Regions from separate parts of the Anas platyrhynchos genome. Here region 2 is linked to region 1. A link is a contact called in public Hi-C data. All regions are on one chromosome and are shown on one strand. Each heading gives the region's core, a stretch centred on a gene start, on an enhancer-like site or on the middle of the called end of the contact. The rest is flanking DNA. Distances are from core to core; before and after follow the strand shown.

What was found. A called contact is a pair of places that touch in the nucleus more often than the background predicts.
Region 2: a contact with region 1 is called in a Hi-C map of skeletal muscle, with 3 times the contacts expected there. The contact joins two enhancer-like sites. A contact is called at or near these places in 2 of 8 Hi-C or Micro-C datasets (liver and skeletal muscle).

Annotation. Positions count from the first base shown.
Region 1 is chr23:2,433,565-2,437,703 of IASCAAS_PekinDuck_T2T, forward strand. All of the region lies in intron 2 of LOC119713503 (a long non-coding RNA gene), which reads right to left. Among named protein-coding and RNA genes, the nearest start is that of STC1, 68 kb to the left of the region's middle. Within about 2 kb of position 2,332, at least 4 of the 8 cell types and tissues checked have an H3K27ac peak or open chromatin away from gene starts, as enhancers often do.
Region 2 is chr23:2,475,126-2,478,903 of IASCAAS_PekinDuck_T2T, forward strand. It overlaps LOC119713502 (zinc metalloproteinase-disintegrin-like ohanin), which reads left to right. Exons shown (of 24, transcript XM_038166993.2): 24 at 1-1,454. All of the region lies in intron 2 of LOC119713503 (a long non-coding RNA gene), which reads right to left. Among named protein-coding and RNA genes, the nearest start is that of NEFM, 100 kb to the right of the region's middle. Within about 2 kb of position 2,341, at least 2 of the 8 cell types and tissues checked have an H3K27ac peak or open chromatin away from gene starts, as enhancers often do.

The sequences.
Region 1 (4,139 bases), core at 1,082-3,581:
CACCACTGAAATTATACGGCCCGTTCACAGCACTTTCCCTGAAGCCATCTACTGCTATCAGTGACAAGAGTGGTTTAGTCAACTTTTACAGCTGCAGCCACAGGGTCCTGCTTGGAAGCTCTACCTTTCAGCTTTGGGTTGCTATTTTGGTCTCTGCTGTTTTGCCAAAGACAGCCCAAGTCACAGCAGGACAAAGCTAAGCAATTGCTTCTGTTCCTTGCAAGCCTCACAATCAATTACTGTGAATAATAACCTGTATTTCATTAAAACTCCATCCTGGTGTTACCAGAATCCATCCTGCCACTCACACAAGAGCTTGGGGGTAGAGGAGGAGGATTCATCCGACACTGTTCTGTCAGGGATTTAATCTTTGGATACAGCACATTAGATGGATTAGAGAAAAGACGCAGGCTATCCATATTTTTAAAGCCTGATGACCTTTAACAATGGGAAATAATAAGAGGAAAAACGTGAACCCTGACAAATTCATAACTACAGCACAGGGGAAAGGAATGTATTCTTCTAACATATGAAAAAACATTGCACGACATATCTATTTTCTTTTCAGTCCCGTAGCTGTTATGAATTATATACAGTGTTATTTAGCCGTCATTTGTTCTTTAGCCTTTTTGTGGGCAACTACTTTGGCTATTCTACGCTTTTTTATCATTAATCCAGCAATTGTATGAAATACCACTTGTTTTGTCTCTCCAGAATCCGGCTGTGGCACCATGTTCCCATACTACTGATAAACGCTTGGAGATAGGGTTTTGCTCTTAACCAGCATCATCCACGCAAGAGGCACAAAGCCATTTAAAGAAAACCGGCATTTTTAATTACTAGGATTATACAGGCAGCTGAAGGAGAAGAGATGGCATCAATATTCCTCACCTCATTCTGATGATTTAGGAAGCAACGAACCAGGTTTGCCAACTTACAGGCCCCAACCCTATCCACCTCTGTCACGGTCAAAAAACCAGCACCAGGTCATTTCGTGCATGACAGCAGTTAGCCCGGCTGTGGACTGGCAGGATGTGTTGTCTATTGCTGTTACCATTTTGGGATGCAGATAAAAGGAACCAGGCTGCAGCCCTCAGTGGGCTGAGAAAGGTCACCCTTTCTCAAAGCAAAAGCAAATGTGCACACTACCTCATCTCCAAGTGCAATCCCAAAACAATGTCAGATGTCAGCAAACAGCTCAAAAACCCACGGAATTTAACAAATACCAGAAATATAATAATAATGAATTCTTTTTAATATGGAAAAGTTACCCCCAGTGTCTCTCATGAAGTTGAAGATGAAGAAATCCCATCCTTCTGTGAAATTTGCCAGCATATTTATAAAAAACACTGTTTATTTTTAGTCAGTTGAAAGCTTTCTTTTCGTTATGTTTTCCTCATTCAGCAACAGGCCACATACCAAAGCTGAAGTTTTGTTTAGAGGGGGAAAAAAAGAAACACAAGACACAGGAAGAGGTTTGCAGATCTGAGGCTGCTTTCCCTGCAAGGGCACTGCCTCTGACACGGCCCTCCTGCAGCCACTCCACAAAGGGCCCAGCTTCCTTAAAGAGGGTTTTCCACATCTTTTTGATCTAAAAATCACCGTTCCCCAGGGTATGTGATGGCAGGTGGGTCTGTGATAAGGGTTGAGGAACTAGAATCATAGAAACTCCCAAGTTGGAAGGGACCCACAAGGATCACATCCAACTCATGGCTCCAAGGAGGACCAACTGAAAATTCAACCCTACATCTGAGAGCATTGTCCAAAATGGCTCTTGAACCCCAGTAGGCTTAGTGCCATGACCACTTCCCTGGGGAGCCTACTTCAGTGCCTGACCACCCTCTTGGTGAAGCACCTTTTCTTGATATCCAGCCTGAACATCCCTGACACAGCTTCATGCCGTTCCTTCAGGTCCTATTGCTGGTCACCAGAGAGAAGAGATCAGCCCACAGAGACACAAACACCCATGTGGCTTTTCATCCAGAACAAAAGGGAGATGAGGAACAGCCTCAGCCCTCTCCAGTTCAGTGTGAGAGCAGAAAAAAATTGCAGTAGACATTTCTTTCAAGCATGTCTACTGCTGGTCAAGAAAGGACTCTTTTCCTCTCCATCATTAAAAATTGGTATCACAGCTGTAAGATACATCTCAACATGATTTATTTTTTTTTTCCCTGAATACTTTGAGATAATCTGGATAAGTTTTAGTTCCCTTTGCCATGGTGCATCAGACTCCATCACTATGTACTGAGGATGCCATTGGCCTTACTCCTTTTCATACAGGAACAGCAGATAAAGACACTGAAACCAAAGGTGTTTCTTCTGAGAGTAATGTATTTGGCTCCCTCCTGTGGACACCAGCATTGCTCATCTTCCAAAACATCTGATTTAAACCACAGTTATACCAGCTAATTCTACAGCCGAGTCCACCCTGCCCTTGGCAAAGCCTTGTACTCACCTGGCCAACAAGGATTTTTCTCGGCTTAGGCATTACCAACAATGTCTCAGAAACATGAAAATGGCACACAGCAGTTTTAAAACAAGAGAACTGTGCAGGAATGATCCAAACCATGTAACTATTTCTGTTTGGAGTACGTAAGAGGTGTCTTCGTGCTATACTGCCTGGGTAAATACAGGTTAACAGTTTACTGGCTTTGAATTTCGCTGTGTAGTTTTCTATTACCTCTCAGAGTGAGTTTGACACAGTACTTTCCAGGCTTATTTCCTATTCAGGATCCAGCTACTGAATGTGGTAAACTCAGAGTTTTAACTCTGTTTGTTAGCTGTTCTTATTATTAACTTAATAAAAACAACAACTGCTGGGAAAGGGAGCTCCTCTCCTCAGAACTAGAAATCAAAGTTTCTGCCCTGTTCCCTTCTGTGAAAATTTCCCACAGAGCAAAAATTCTAGGCCACTGCAAGGCAAATGTATCATGCAAACCCTAAAAAAAAAACAACTTAATTCTGTCTCTGTGTTGCTCAATCCATAAAATTGTTCCTTCTCCCCCCCCTCCCCAGGATTAATTGCCTGAGCTGGTGTACTTGCCAGCCAGTTTCTCTGCAAGCACAAAAATGACGAGGGTGCAGGTAGCAGCATTTGCTGTGCGATATAGATACCTCTCCCCTGGGTTTTTGGAAAATTTCGTCCAAACCTCATCCCTTTTCTTCACTGTTAATAATTTGTTATAGGAGACTAACCATGTCCAGTACCAGATTCATTGTTTCTATAGCTTAAAAAGGGAATTTAGGGGGTGCAAGAACAGTTGCCAGAACATAGATAGCTAATGCCATTTGAGATTCTAGGATATTTGCATGGGGCTGGGAAGTATGTCCCCTGTATAAAACCACAACCTTCTGGATTGGGAACTGAAATGGCCTTTCTTGGAGGTTTTCCAGGACACCTTGGCTAGCATTACCCATCCTTGCCTGGACAGCTCAGTCTCACCTGAACTCTGAGAGGGCTGGAAGGACTGGCCAAAGACTTTTAAGCAAGAAAAGCTCAGATGTTTTATCTGCCTGCAGGGGAGTAGAGGAAGGAGGGAAGTGGGGACCTGTTTTCCCCTTCAAGTTTTCCCAGGCCATGTCATCATACCACTGTGGCATGGTAACAAACAACACTTTCTAGTGGTTTCTGGTGAAGAACAGAGGGATGACTGAAAGCTCGGTAACTTTTCTTCCTTGCTTGCCAGCTTCCTCTCACAAACCAGGCCTGAAGTCATCATCTGCAGCACAGAGTTCATGCACTGCTCCAACAGCCCTGTAAAACTTGGTTTGTGCTGCAGTTAAGAAGCTTTTTGATCCCTGCCTCAGAAGTGTGAGGTTTTGGCCTCTGAGATAGGGAGTAGAGAACAGAAAGCACCCCGAGAGAACAGGCAGCAGAGCCCAAGTTGCTCTGGAGATGCGGAGAAGGACCAAGGCCAGGTGAACACCACAGCTGAGGGTCCTGGCACCTCTCCTGCTTCTACCAGAAGAAGTCAGTGTGCTCAGATCAGCCTCTCGGATGAGTGATACCGCTCCAGGCCCGGTGCCATGCAGCATTGCTCTGCTTGTCACACAGCACCCACGGAGCAGTGGCGCTGAGCACCTTCTGCATCCTTAAGGCTTTGTGTCCCCGCGGCTGTGCCCATCCTCTGCTCTGCACA
Region 2 (3,778 bases), core at 1,091-3,590, 42 kb after region 1:
CCTTTGGGATCAGATACTCTTATTAATCCTTAGATTACCTGTTAAACAGGATTCCTCTGTTCAGTTGGTACGCGGGAATCAAACCACTTGCTGCTTGCAAGCGCTCCCAGAGCTCGGGCTGTGCCAGCTTAAGAAAGAGCTTCAGCTGCCATCATTGCACTTGGACAGAAAAATTTAGAAAAGCGCAGTCAACAAAATCTTTAATCATTAATTTTATTCACCCCTCAGCTCCAGAAATATCTGGATATTTCTCCCTTCCAGGGTATACACACCTTGGTGTTTTCATTTAATTGCTCTTGCAGCGGGGTGTGTTATTGTAAAGTTGCTAATGAGAACTCGGCTGGGCACAGGGGTTTGTTATTGTGGGACTGCAGCGCAGCATGAGGCTTTGCACACTGGTTCATTACTGAGGGGTTCTTCATTCGTCCTGGCCTGCTGGCATCCACACTGTTGACACTCTTGGCCTGCTGGCATAGATCTGCATGATACTGTTGGCATTGCTGTTAATAATACTGTGAGGGTGCTGGCACTGATGCTATTGTTACCATTGGCACCGATACCTTTCATGTGGTTGGCATCGATATTTTTAAGTTAAAGCACACAGAAGTGTTTTTCAAGGAATAAAAAAATTTTTACCAGAAAAAAAAAAAAAAGGAACAAAATTGTCCTCAACCCAAAGTACTCAAGATTTTATGGAGATTCCAGTTTGAACTGGATTTGTGTTTGGATCGGGATCAAAATCAGAGCAGTCCTTTGGCTTTCCAAATCAATTACACTGTGCCTGTGCAGTTTCCAGCCTTTGGGCATAGTGGCCAGAGAAGATGGCACAGCTGCCAAACTGCCAAAACAAAATCTGGGGCCTCAGGCCAGCGCTGTGCATGCTTGTACCTGGATTTGGCTCTGCCCAGCACACGTTAGGATTTTAAAATAAGCCTGATCCTCAGAGGGTGCGAGAACTTCTACTCATGTTCACCAACCAGCTCACACCCACTGAAATCCCAACCCATATTATCTTGTTCTGGTGCTGGCCACACAACGGGACAGTCACTTTTTAAAAACAGAGCCTCCTTACACACTGTGATCATTACCGCAGACCCATCATCTCTGAGACAGAAATACATATATATATGTACATATATACATATATAGAAATATATATAAAATTCAATTTTTTCTTTGGGGCTAGGTGTGCTTTGACAGTGCCAATCAGTTATGGTACACCCCGCAAAATACAGTTGTGATGAAATTACCGTCTTCGGTTTGAGGAGCGAGGTAGTTTTGGAAGAGCATGGCTTTCTTCCGCTTTGTATAATTGCTTTGTTATTTTAGTCAAAAATGGATTTTAATGTATCCGTATTTGACTCGGGTATAAAGATTTAGAACTTTTTTTTTATGAACTGTAATTAATGTATTTACAATATTTTCTGTATTAAAAGTGTTCTGTCACAAAACTACCTCCAGTTTAATGACAATCATTTGCATCCAATACACTTGACAATAGTGTAAAATGGAATCATACAAAACAATCACCAAATCCCTAAACCTCCCAGTTTGGACCAAAAAGATAATTCACAAGTATTTCAAACCCCTGCCAGCTTATCCAGTAAAGCTGGGTTGACAAAATACTACATCACATTTTCTCTACCTACTTAAGACCTATTTCTCCATGGTTTTCAACCTTTTCCACTTTGTGAGTACTCAAGATCTTTCCGAGGATGTAGAGATTTGAAGCAAGCTGAAATTTAGACGTGTTTGCGGGAGTACCTTTCCAAGACCCAACTCCCAAACCATGCAGCTTGGGCTTGCGTTCTCCTGCTGACTGTGCTTGACCTGCATGGGCAAAAACCCCCTTAATATCTGAACACTTTCAATAGGCAGAGACTGCAACCCAACCACAAATGCTGTGCTGCTATCAAACATCTTCAGCAGTAGAAACCTAAGGAAAATGTATTACAGAACACACCTGTAGCTGTTTATGATTTACAGCTTTTCTTGGCCCCAGCATCCGATGGACAAAAGGATGATAGCATCCTCTGCGACGGAGCAGGAGCTGTACGTACAGCCTGCTGTTCTGTTATGCAAACATGACATCTACTGTCAAAAAGTCTCTACTGCAAGAAGAAAGTGAACCCACGAAAACTGAAGACCTCTACAGTGCTCCAGTTGTCCAGAGCCCGCAGTATGTAGTCCCAAAGGCCTACTACGTTATCAGCTGCTTTTCCCTCTGTGCTCTCACACTTTGTGCTGACTTGCAGTAGTTTATCTGGGTCCAGCTGTCCCCTTATTCCTGGCTAAGGGTCCCCTGCTCAACACGGTCTGCCACATGCACATGGTGCAGGAGAGCAGCAAGCCGTCTGCTGGCATCATGCAGCAGGATGCAGAAGGGATCTTGAGCATGGTACAGTCACCATCACAGAATTGGCCCTGGCTGAATTTGCATCTTCTCTATAGGAACCACACGCAGCACCTTTGTCTTGCTCCCAGTGCAAAAGCAAAGCCGTTTCACACTGTTGTTCCTTTCTTCTGTCTGTATGAGTGAGCACTCCATCTCCCCTTACTCCCAGGGACCCCAAAATGTCTCTCTTCTGATTCTTTCTGACCTCTGAATTTACCATCCTCTCTCATCCCTCTTTTCCCTCCCTCCCTCCCTCCATCTCTGAAGGATGTCACTCCCAAGAAAGCAGAAGCCCTTTGCTCTTACACCCCCAAATCGACCTTCATTATTAATAGTTTTGGAGGACTATTGGAAACAGGCAAACACTGGACCATCACAACAGAGCAGATTCCTCAGTATTTCTCGTCTGGCTCTCTTAGTTGTCCACTTTGATGTGCAAATGCAACACTGGCCATTAGAGGGCAATGGGACATGGAAAAGAAGTTCCTCTGGCTGGCTATGGGATGACTGCTATCACCTCAAACAAATCAATTCTGAATTTACTACATCCTCTGACCTTGAGCTATGGATTCGGAGACATTAGCAAGGACACCATCAGCCAGGAAGAGTGGGGAGATTGGAGCACGTTCAGATTTTCAGACACGGAGGCACCAGGCATCTAATAAATAGCCTCAACCCAGCCCTAACATGACACCACAGACAGTACATGCTTTGAGCTCCACACAGCAAGAGGCAGACCTAATTGATCCTGGGTTTACTGACCAGAAAATAAAATACTGTCCAAACTCAGAATCAGACCTATCAAAATAAATAGCAAATGTCACTTGTAACATGAAATTAAAGATTTTCTCCTCTTTTTGCTTCCTTATGCCAGTAGATCTTTCATAGCTTCTGCAGATTGAGTTGACTGATGTGCAAATCAGTCAAAATTCATAGAAATATTGCAGATTTCCTAACTGACAGACCCTGAAAATGCAGACCCTTCTGTCTATCTACAACCCAGCTGGGGTAACGGCTCTCCAGTGCCACAAAGAAAATGTCTCTCCCTACGATGTCACTTGCCACTGACGGGTAATATCAGTGAGTGTGAACCCCAGCCATCAGCTCCTTGGTATTATTTACCAAGGGCTGAGAAGTGCCAGGCTTTAATCGTCAGTTTATCGATAACTTCCCAAGTACAGCATTACTGGATGCCTCTGATCTTCCTCCGGTGCCGGGGAAATGGGAGGCCCTGGGGAAGGAGCAGGGATGTCTGTCGGGCCGCCAGCAATTGCCACAGCCCCCGGATCACTTTAAAGCAATCTTTAGAAAAGTGGCACAGATATTAATGGGCTGTTACTGACATTAGATCCATAAATAATTCTGCATAATGCATGGCCCTGG